Regions from separate parts of the Zea mays genome. Here regions 2 and 3 are each linked to region 1. A link is a contact called in public Hi-C data. All regions are on one chromosome and are shown on one strand. Each heading gives the region's core, a stretch centred on a gene start, on an enhancer-like site or on the middle of the called end of the contact. The rest is flanking DNA. Distances are from core to core; before and after follow the strand shown. Region 1 holds the start of LOC541964 (histone H1-like protein). Region 2 holds the start of LOC100284611. Region 3 holds the start of LOC103632028 (DNA (cytosine-5)-methyltransferase 1B).

Region 1 (3,536 bases), core at 62-2,561:
TATAGCAATTTAAAAAGGTCTTTCGACATTCTATATCCATGTGCCCGGTTAATCACTCACTCGACTCGAGCATTCTAGAAAGGAATATGGATGCTTTTCTTTATTTCTTTTTCTTTTTTACATCTGAACATTACTTTGATCTCGCATTAACAAAGTATATACTTGTGTGCCGATGCCACATTCGTTGTTGCTAAATGCTAATTAGGTGAAAATTCTCGTCTTTGGCAGGAGTAATAAGCAGGATTCAAAGATGATGGTTACACGAGAGCATCCAATGAGGAGCAGGGAATGCCAGCTTTGCCATGAAAACCCGCTCTCTTCGCCAAGCATGACCAAAGTAAGAAACTCTTTTTGAACGAAGTTCTTGTAATCTTCATTCTGCATTTGCACCAGTTTTCGATTTAAATTCACGCTGCCATTATCCATTTATGATTGGGGAAAAAAGGGGGGGATCTAGCTAGGTGAAATCCAATGCTTCACAGAACCCAATCACTATTCTGCCTTCGTGCTGAATGCACAAGCCACTAGTATCCCACTTCTTTGATCCTGACAACGGTGTCTAGATGCTATACGTGACAGGCCTCGATCTACCCTTTTTTTTTGGTTAGCTGTGCATAACTGAACCCACCACACTCTATGTGCTGCGGTACACGGCAAAAACGAGCCCGTTGCACACTGACGCTGTACCGTGACAGCCGCACCGGACCAGCCACCACTCGATCGGCAATCTCTCGCTCGATTCCGAACCAAATCGAACGCGACCACTCCCGTTCGAAAGACAGTTTCGGGGTCCATGCCCGCACCAAATTTCGCCCGAAACGGCTGGCCGTGCCGGGAGAACTGGCGCCCCAAAGTCGGAGGAGAAGCACACCTGCACGGAGATTCCCCCGAAGCAGACCTGCCCTCACCGAACTCCCGATTTCTCCCTGAATTCTCGACCAAATCAGACGAGACCACCCGCATTTGAAAGCTAGTTTAGTGACCTACAAACGCAGAGAGTTTCAAGGCGAACGGTGGATCACGTCGCGAGAGAGGAGCTCGGGGATCCGGGGGAGAAGCACAGATGCAACAGGCTAGTGGCGTCCACCCAGGAGCAGGGCCGCGCGCCAGCGCCCCCCCCCCCGAGCCACGGGCCTGGGCGAGCGTCCCCCCCGCCCGTTGGATCTGGGCGCGGCGCGGCAGCGATCCGCGTGCGAACCCGCTCGGCCAATCGCAGCGCGGCGCTACGTCCCTGAGCCTTTCCACCCGCCTCCGCTATTTAAACGCCCTCCTCGTCACTTCCCTGTCTCATCAGTCATCACCCACCGCCTCCGCCGCCGACAACAGCGTAGTGTAGTGTAGTTCCGGAGAGGGTTGGGGAGAGTAGTAGTGATCCGCAATGTCGACGGAGGAGGCTGTTGTGGCTGAGGTCCCGGTGACCGAGGTGCCAGCGGAGGTCCCGGCGGCCCAGGTGGCCGAGGCGCCCAAGGCGAAGAAGGCGCCCAAGGAGAAGAAGGCGCCTAAGGAGAAGAAGCTTTCCGCGGCGAAGAAGCCGGCGGCGCACCCTCCCTACGCTGAGGTGAGGTTTAGTCCGTTGCGATCTAGCCGATTCGTTGCTTCGTTAGGATCGTCTCCTCTTATGGAATCTGTTGGATTGATTCTGTCGCTCTGTTCTGTTCATGTCCGCGAATTCGATATTGAATCTGAGACGCAACCTGTTGGGTCTGTCTGGCTGCAGATGATTGTAGAGGCGATCGCTGCCCTCAAGGAGAGGAAGGGGTCGAGCTCGGTGGCCATCAGCAAGTACGTCGAGGGGAAGCATGGCGGCAAGCTCCCCACCAACTTCCGCAAGCAGCTCACTGTGCAGCTGAAGAAGCTCGCTGCCGCCGGCAAGCTGACGAGGGTGAAGAACTCCTTCAAGCTGCCGGCCACCGACGCCAAGCCCAAGGCCGCCAAGCCCAAGGCACCCAAGGCCGCGCCCAAGCCCAAGCCCTCGCCGAAGGCGAAGGCCAAGACCGCTGCGAAGCCCAAGGCGGCGTCGCCCAAACCCAAGGCCAAGGCCAAGGCCAAGCCTGTCGCTCCTGCCGCCGCGTCGCCCAAGCCCCGCGGGCGCCCTCCCAAGGTCGCCAAGACCTCCGCCAAGGCCTCCCCCGCCAAGGCAGCCAAGAAGGCGGCTGCTCCTGCCAAGAAGGGAAAGGCAGCGGCGGCTCCTAAGAAGGTGGCAACCCCGAAGAAGGCTGCTGCTGCTGCCGCCCCGGCCAGGAAGGGCGTGGCCAGGAAGGCCAAGAAGTAGTCTGCCTGCCTTGTCGCTGGCGAGATCCCCCCCTCAATTCCGCCTATAGATTCCCCTCTTTCATGGATTTTGATCCAATCGTAATATTGTCAGTAGCTCTAGATTCGTCGGTAGCTCCAGCATGAGTGTCGGTGGTAGTTCTGTGCCTGTAAAAACTTGGGATAGTTGATCGCGTGTGATCAGCCGTCATGCTCCTCCAGTCTCTATGAACAAGCTAAGCTATAATAGTATTTTGCTATCCTATGATCCCCGGGTTGTTGGCTTATTGTTGTCAATATTTTTTTGGTTGCATCTGGTTTGGATTTCTGTTTTTTAAATTGTTGGATCGGTTGATTTTGTTGGATTTAGAAGAATCCTGGCATTGCATTAAGTTCGGACTTCTGGTTTCTGCTTTTCATGTGATTCTGTTTGTTCAATTGTTAGATTGATTACCCTGGACAATGAATAGCAGGAGACTCATTTCGGTTTCATTGTCAACTGCATCAGAGTTTCTAAGTAAAAAATTCAGTAGTGAGATTCTTTGCTGCATTCGAAGTGCTGAGAATCCATCAACCAATCATCCTAAACCTAAACCTACGATATAAAGTCTTTCATGCTCTAACCATTATTTTTCGAAATGAAAAACCTGTCCCTTCAGTATTGAGGTGCCTATAGAAACAAGACATGACACATGATCTGATGTCTCCATGCTTAGCGTAGCAACATCTGAGGTCGGATAAGAAACTGTCCAACTAGCCAAATGCGAAGAACCAATCCAAATCCAAAATGCTCAAGAAGAGGTATCTACTATTTATCAGTCCATGTAAATCACCTCCATTTTAGAGGTAGCTCAACCAAGCTCAGATAACTGATAGCATCATTGAACAGAGACATTTCAGTATAATCAACTCCAGCTTGTTTTGATCCTCTGGGATTTTATGAAGATTAAAATCTCCCGTGATCAACTAGTCAATTCAACCCGACATCTGAATCATTTTTTTTGAATGCCCATCTGAATATTTTTGAACCAGAGAAGACATTTTCTTTTACCGACCGGAGAACAGGGGGCATTCACATTTGTTAGGATCCAAAACAACACCATTATGCAAAGAATAGAACTCTAAAGAAGCAGCATATATATATTTTTTGAAAATGAGCTTTTCCTCAGAATAGCAACTTTTCCAATAACAATGGATCCACCCGAGTCGTCCACAGAAGAATAAACTCAAAACGATCAAAAGAGGGGGGCGAGCAAAATTTGCAAATAAAATCGAGATCAAACCGA
Region 2 (3,571 bases), core at 306-2,805, 260 kb after region 1:
AATGTCCTTGCCTCGATAATGTGCGGATAACAGTAAAATAAACATGTTATAGACCTGAGACGCAACATGCATTTAACGCAAGGGGCACGCTACCTGCTACTTATGCGGGCAAGTATGCGTCCCAAATGTACTCAATGCTGGTGGGCCCTTATGTCAGAGGCTTTCATCAGACATCGTCTGATGGCTTACACTAGGGGCGTCTGGCCACGTGTTAGCACCAGACCCCTGCCTAGGTGAGGGACAGACCTAGGGATAAGTGGTGACACTGTTTCCCAAGTCTTTCCTGACCATGGGATCGAGCCATACCTGAGGGGATCCGGGCTACTACAACCCTTGCCTGGACACGTAGTGACTTCTGAACCTCACCTGGCCTGAGGTCTGGATTGTATCTTTCATGCCCGGAGCCGTTATGAAGACTTGGTGTTGTAACCGGAGAGCGCCTTCTCCTCCGGGGCTTTATGTTCCCTCCCGGCTCCTTTGTTCGGGGATCCGATGGGTCACAAGGAGGTCCAGGTCCTATTAGCAGGATCACAGACCTACAGATGAGGTTGTTGATTCCTCCCTTTATGGTGCTTGATGGAGACAGTGACCCAGGCCAGGAGGCGAGCCTGGTCTGGTCATGACTCCATATAGTGGGCCTTAGCCTCATGTTAGGCCGACTACCCACGAAATCCTTAACAGTGGCTCCAACCTTGACATCAGGAGCTAGAGATGGTAAGTTGGGTAGTAGCATTCCATACACGTACCCATAACTAAAAATCATACACATCGAGTTACCTATATACGTTCGCGGATGTAAAATCTTACACATACCCATACCTCCGCGCGGGTAATTTTACTCGTCGGATAACCCGTACCCGCTAAGAAGATCTCAAATAATTACGAATCTAAATATATATACAAAACACATATATTAGGTATTGTATGAATCAATTAAAATGCTAGGAGGGAGTATATTATAATGCTAGCGACCATTGCCTTTGGATGCACATGTACTAGCGAAGATAATAAAAACTTTGTTTTAATTTGATGCCAAGCATGCACACTTGACAAAAATAAAACACTTTCCATGTGCCAGAACGCACCACAGATGGACCTACGAGACACATCACCTAAAAAAAAAGAACAACACACGAGCGCACAAGTGTGGCATGGTCCTGCGCACTGCGCAGCAACCACCACAAAAAAATGAATGCAACGCAGCGCAGGCATGCAACACTACTACCAGTAAGTTGAGACGTCAGTTTTCGTTGCCGCTGACGCATCAGGCTCACTCCACGCTAGACAATATATATCTCCCTCGCAACAAAGAAACACTATATATAATAATCATCACGTTACAGTGTAAGAATAGGGGAAATCTCGTGTCCATTGTCTCCCAGGCAACAGTTTTGTCCATTATTATTACAGAAAATTGCGCTAACTAACCTATAATTTCCACGTGGCTGGTCAAAAATCATCCACAGCCCGGGGCCCTGCCCCTGCCTCCCCCCCCCTCGCAGTCGCTGCACGGCACCCTCGGGCCGCGGGCCTCACCTTCACACCTCATTGTCCCAGACGCACCCTCCTCACCTCCGCCCGCGGCCCCGGGCGGTACCCTCACCGCCGGGCCCACCGCGCCCCCTCGCTGCCTCGCCCCCACAAACAGCCGACCGCCCCGCGCCCAGACACACACACACGAGCGCAGCGCACGCAGCCTGCAGGCAGAGGACTGCTCTCCTCTGCGCGAAGCGAGGCGCGGTGGCCGGTGCTGGGGCGAGGGAAGCGAGGCGGGTTGGGGTCGGCGGCCGCCTCCGCTGTCTCAGTCGGCGGGAGCAGGAGGTGCGCGGCGCGGGGAGCTGACGGTCCCGACCGACCGGCACCACGGCGGCCGCGGCGGAGGCCATCGGCGGGGGCGGGGACCCCGAGGCCGCGGCGAGGCGGCGCTGGGATCTGCCCGGCAAGGTGGCCGGGAACATGTAATGGCGTTGCCTTCTCTCCTCTGCTGTTATCCTGTTCTGCTGGCCGTTGTGTGTGTGTGTGTGTGGGGGGGGGGGGGGGGGGGGGGGGGGGGGGGGGCTTGGCTTCGGTGGTTGCGCCTTGCACCTGGGTTTCTGAGCTGCGTGGTGGATCCGGGTGGTTTGCTGGGTAGATTCGTGGGGATGGTTTCGGTGATTCGCGCTATATTTTCGGGTGAGTTTCGGGATGGTACACGCGGATTAGGGTTTCGCGCGCGTGTGGGTGTGGGAAAGCCCGCGGCTCTCGAATGAATGGTTCCTCGTCGCGTGGTAGCTCAAATGCCTGGTTTTCTCTAAACTAATGGTGCTAGGAATGCCGGTATCCGTTTGTAGCTTGCGTGGAAGGCATTAACTGGGTAATGAATTGGCTTCGCTGCGAATCATTGGATAAGGCATTATACGTGGATCCTTAAATATATTGCCGAATAGAGGTGTTGACCGATTATCCAAGGTCGTGCACTCCTGTTCTTGTGCAATGGTTGCCCAATGGGCGTGCTATGATTGCGACGAGTTTTTTTTAGTGTTTCTAGTTGTGCCGTTGAGCTTGGCGGTGATCAATTTTATATTTCATATGTCACGTCGTGCAGAATTTTCAAATTTGTTAGGGTTTGCTGATTCTAAGCTATGCGCTGTGAATGTTTTATTAGTTTGTCTTAGTGGCCATGATGTAAGGGCTCCTGCTACAAATCCTGTATCTCTTCTGGCGGGTTTTGTATATGCGACAAAATATTCAAATTTTGCTGGTGTTTATTGCCTGGTGAAGTTCATGATAAATGCGCTCCGCAATCTTGAACATGCAAATAAACATTGTGGCTTTGTGCATTGTTTGAAGAAATCGGAATGTAACTCTTGTCGTGAACATGGCCAAGTTGGAGCTATGTTGGGATTCATCTTTTAGGAGTTTGCCAGGCTGGCATTTCAGTAAACTTATATATTTGGAAACTTTCGATTGAAGGTCAACAAGCAAACAAATTGGCCTCTCAAGGTTTACAACAATGCATTAAATGTGAAGCTTCTAAGTGACAGATTACCAAAATAATCTATAAATTCTTCAGATTTACGCAATAGCTCTTGACTCGAACTTAAGAAACACATGTGTAATCTTCGTTACATGTGGACTTCAGGAATATCAGATGACACAACTCCATTTTAGTATGATTCTTCTATATTTGTTGGTTGGAGTTTAGCATATTAGATTTTTCTGCTTTGTTGTAACTTGTAAGGTTAGTCACTTAGTTGCTTGCATGCCATTGATAATGCATATGCTTATATAGATAAAAGGGCAGACATAGTGCCGGAGGCTCCCACATGAGTATGGGGAAGGGATAAACCGAAGCAAGCCTTCCTCTGCAAATGTGGAGATGCTGCTTCGAATTCACGACCTGGTGACTTAGTGAGACAGCTCAGCTCTCACCATGGCACCCGGTCTGCCCTTCTGCATATGCTTATATAGATAATTAGCTAAACAATTGATGGGTGTGCTATGTTATAGTCCTGTTTGACTCTATTATTGTCTTGCAATTCTTTATGATTTGATACTCAGGGTCCTTCAGGTTCCAGCGGATTCTGCAGTA
Region 3 (3,578 bases), core at 956-3,455, 290 kb before region 1:
AGAATTTGTTAAATTGGAACTAAATTCTCTTTTCAGAGTTGAATTATGAGCTTGAATAATCTAATTTCCACCAATGTATAAAATTCCTGAAATAAGATTGTATTTGATCAATCTAAATGATTTGTTTCTCATTATAGGTGAGTAGTATGATACTTGAACATGGATGGATACAAATTGAGTATTTATTAATAAGTAAAATAAAATACTATGTATGGTTTAACGACTGTCATTTCCTCTACCCACTTGGTGTTTTGAAATATGATTATTTCCACATTAGAGGCTGTAGGTGCAATGGCAGGATTTGGCATAAAAGCTAACGCTTGGATCTAAAAAATCTATGTGATCCATAATTTATACCACTGCAACAGTTTTCCCCTTTCGTAATAGACACCAGAGTATTCGCTATATCTTGTTGTCAATTCTTTCTTGTCGTATAAGATATTGCATAAAAGATTAGTTTTGAGAAAGATTCCTTAGAAAAGTTCCTTGTACCTAAAAAAAGTGATTTACCTTGTGGTTGTTGCAAGAAACATACATGTATTTGCATCACAATACTCTGCATGTGTGATAATAAACTTCCATTTAAATGTTACACTGGTTCATTCGTCAGTGTATTGTCTAGTTAATGTTTAAGTCAAATGACCATGCTAGTGACCACATGTTTGCTACAAAGTGGCTAGTGCTTGTTGCTCCACCACCACCAATGATGGCCCAGCCTCACCATTGTCAATATCACAACCACACTTTGAAGCTTTGTCATTGCCTCCTGCTGCACCTAGAATGGCCATAAGTGCTAGATCTAATCAAGTAAGATAAGGCAAGCAATGTAAGGAAATTCCATGTGAGACGACCACATCACCAACCTGTGTCATTTCACTGCCACAACTATGCACAAACACAAGCAAAAGAGAAACAAAATCAACAGAGCACTTTCTATAACGAGCAAATAACACATACACAAAACCACTAGCAGCTCCAACAAGGGAGAAGATTGTAATGATTTACAAACTTTGGCACAAAAGATATAATGTATACTTGTTTTTGCAATGAAGGGCACATTTTGAACTTTTGTGGAAGTAGGTGTAATCAACTGGGAATAAAATAGTATATATTACATTGCATTCCTTAATATTGAGAGAACTAAAGCTACCAAAACTTGAAGTAATCCAAAAACAAATAAATTAGGTAAGTAAGAACAATACCTGTGGTAACAGGAGATCTCGGAGTTTTCACCATGTCACCCTGTAAATTTAATGTTAGTCGTAAAGAACTATAAAATAAATGCAGGAAACTAGGGATGGCAATGAGTCGGGTATAGTAATTACCCGCCCATGACCATACCCGCGGGATTACAAATACCCGCCCGCGAACATACCCGCGGGTAAAATCTTGTACTCGTACCCATCGGGTATCAGGCGGATATCAAGTACCCACAGGTACAATTATGTGTTTATAAGATATGCATGTATAGTTATAGTTTTAGCTCATTGTTCACATAATTCAAATCACAACAATTAAAAGTAATGATCATTGTTCACATCACAATACAAATAGTTCAAACAAAATAGGTAAAATTTAGTTTAGTTCCCTGTTCACATAATTCAAAGTTTCAAACGCTTGGACATAAACTGATGGACAACACAGTTGTAACATTACAAGGCTTACAGCAGCAGCACCAGCACCAGCACGGTTGTGTTGCATGGTCGGCTCAAGGCAGCAGCACCAGGCAGCAGCATGGTTGTAGGGATACGGGCAGCACACACGACCAACAACTGAACAAAGGGACACCGTAGGAACAAAACAGCAAGGCACAAAACTTGGACCGTTGGTCGGCGAGCCCGAGGTCGCAGGGCGACGTGCTTGCAACTTACTGGATCTGTAGGCCTGGAGGGCAGCTTCACGGCACCAGCTCGTCGCAGCAGGGATGACCGGCACCAGCTGGTCGCTGATGGCTGGGGACGGACAGGGCTCGTCCGCTGCCTGGATCTCTGGTCTCGCACGCGCAGGGAACCAGGGACTCGCCGGCTCGCGCTCGCTGGCACGCGGGTGGGCGGGGGCGGTGGCTGGCCGCCGGACTCCGGTGGCGCGGTGGCGGCGTGGTCTAGGATCTGGGTGTTGGCGGCTGCTGCGACCTGCGAATAGGGGTCTGGGGCCTAGGGCATGGGCGCCGTGCTTGAACGCCTGGGGGAGGGGCCGAGTGGGGGTGGAGCAAAGATTATCAAAAAAGAGAACCGGGAAGCAGGAGCGGCAAGGGGCCCTGCTTGGGTGGCGGCCAGCGCGCCCGTGGGAACCGGGAATTTTTTGGGTTTTCGGGGCCCCCGCGCTCGTTTCCCGCCAAAAGCCTCCGCCCAGCCCCGCCTCTCCACGTGCTCCTCGCCTCGCCGCCGCGGCCACAGCCGAGAGGCCGAGACCAAAACCCCAAACGCGGGATGACAGCCTGACCGGAGCGCGCTATAAAACGCCTCTCGTCCAAAACCCCCTCGGTTCGACCCCCTTTCCGCCCGCCTGCTTGTCGAGTTGCTCCACCCCGGCCCCCGCGCACGCGCCTCCCGTGCCGCCCCGGCGCCGCCGCGTCCGTAAGTCCGCCCGCCTCCACAGCTACTTTCCTTCGTTGTTGGTCGGGGCTGTCGGCTGAGTTTTGGGGGTCTCGAGTAGTGGATCCGCGTGGTCCCGGTGGTGAGCCGTGCGGCGGCGGCCGCCGCCGCTTCCGTCGTTCGAGTTCTCCGTCCGGGTGGGGGCTTAGCCATTTCGGAGGATTAGCTTCCGGATCCGCTTTGCTGCTGCTTGTGCTTATGTGGCGATTTGAGCGGGGATTCGAGCGGTCTCACCTTCGAGATTTCCGTCGGAGTGTTCTTCAGCTTCATCTTAGTGAGTTTCGTATAGTATTGTTATTTTAGGTGTCGCTGTTGCGATTTTGGACGACTTTTGTGTCGCGGTAGTGCAAGATTTCGCCCCTTGGCAGTTCAATTTGTGAGGATTTATGCAGGATTTTGGGGCTGGATTAGCAAGCGGAAGCACATCGTTTGCTGCGCTTTCCCCTTTCCGTTACTACCATAGTGAGGACTGAGGAGTTATGATTCCGTGGATTCAGGATGAGAGCACTGAAGAGGGTTGGTGCGCCTGTTGCCTCGGGAGTCGTGCACTCGTGCGTGTTCTCTTTTTTGATAATCTTTGCTCCAGTCCCCCCTCCGCATCTCACACTGTTGTTTCTGGCGTGAGCTCTGGAGATTTGTAAAGAGTATTCGTGGTTCTTGGGTGTAGGGCCCTGGGTTTCCATATGCTTAAGTTTGTGAAGTTCACAACTGCCACTACTGGTAATAAGTAGGAAATACGAGATTGTTTGGAAACAATTTTTGGGATGGTTGGGTGGAAGTCCAGGGGCAGGGAATGCTTTGTTTTAGGACATACTTGGGAGCATTGGGAATGGGGTGGATAAGATCCTGTTATTCCATTTTGAGCGGCAAGCAGATTTAGCCCTTTCAACACCCTTGCTGCCAAAGGGGCTAGAGTGCCTGTAATTCTTCATGTTTGGGGTTGCCATTGCCTCATGTTCGTACAGGTCTTAAATCTGTGTGAGT

The links. Hi-C and Micro-C count contacts between places; a contact is called where the count stands out from the background.
Region 2: a contact with region 1 is called in a Hi-C map of leaf, with 5 times the contacts expected there. The contact joins the promoter of LOC100284611 here to the promoter of LOC541964 in region 1. A contact is called at or near these places in 2 of 25 Hi-C or Micro-C datasets (leaf and tassel).
Region 3: a contact with region 1 is called in a Hi-C map of ear, with 2.1 times the contacts expected there. The contact joins the promoter of LOC103632028 here to the promoter of LOC541964 in region 1. A contact is called at or near these places in 5 of 25 Hi-C or Micro-C datasets (ear, endosperm, leaf and 1 more).

What each region holds. Positions count from the first base shown.
Region 1 is chr7:11,632,526-11,636,061 of Zm-B73-REFERENCE-NAM-5.0, forward strand. LOC541964 (histone H1-like protein) reads left to right here and starts at 1,312. Exons shown (of 2, transcript NM_001111618.2): 1 at 1,312-1,558; 2 at 1,718-2,515. The coding sequence starts at 1,379. The coding sequence ends at 2,272.
Region 2 is chr7:11,896,829-11,900,399 of Zm-B73-REFERENCE-NAM-5.0, forward strand. LOC100284611 reads left to right here and starts at 1,556. Exons shown (of 7, transcript NM_001157506.2): 1 at 1,556-1,958.
Region 3 is chr7:11,338,930-11,342,507 of Zm-B73-REFERENCE-NAM-5.0, forward strand. It overlaps LOC103632028 (DNA (cytosine-5)-methyltransferase 1B), which reads left to right and starts at 2,206. Exons shown (of 14, transcript XM_020540918.1): 1 at 2,206-2,576. It also overlaps a transcript of LOC542082 not described here.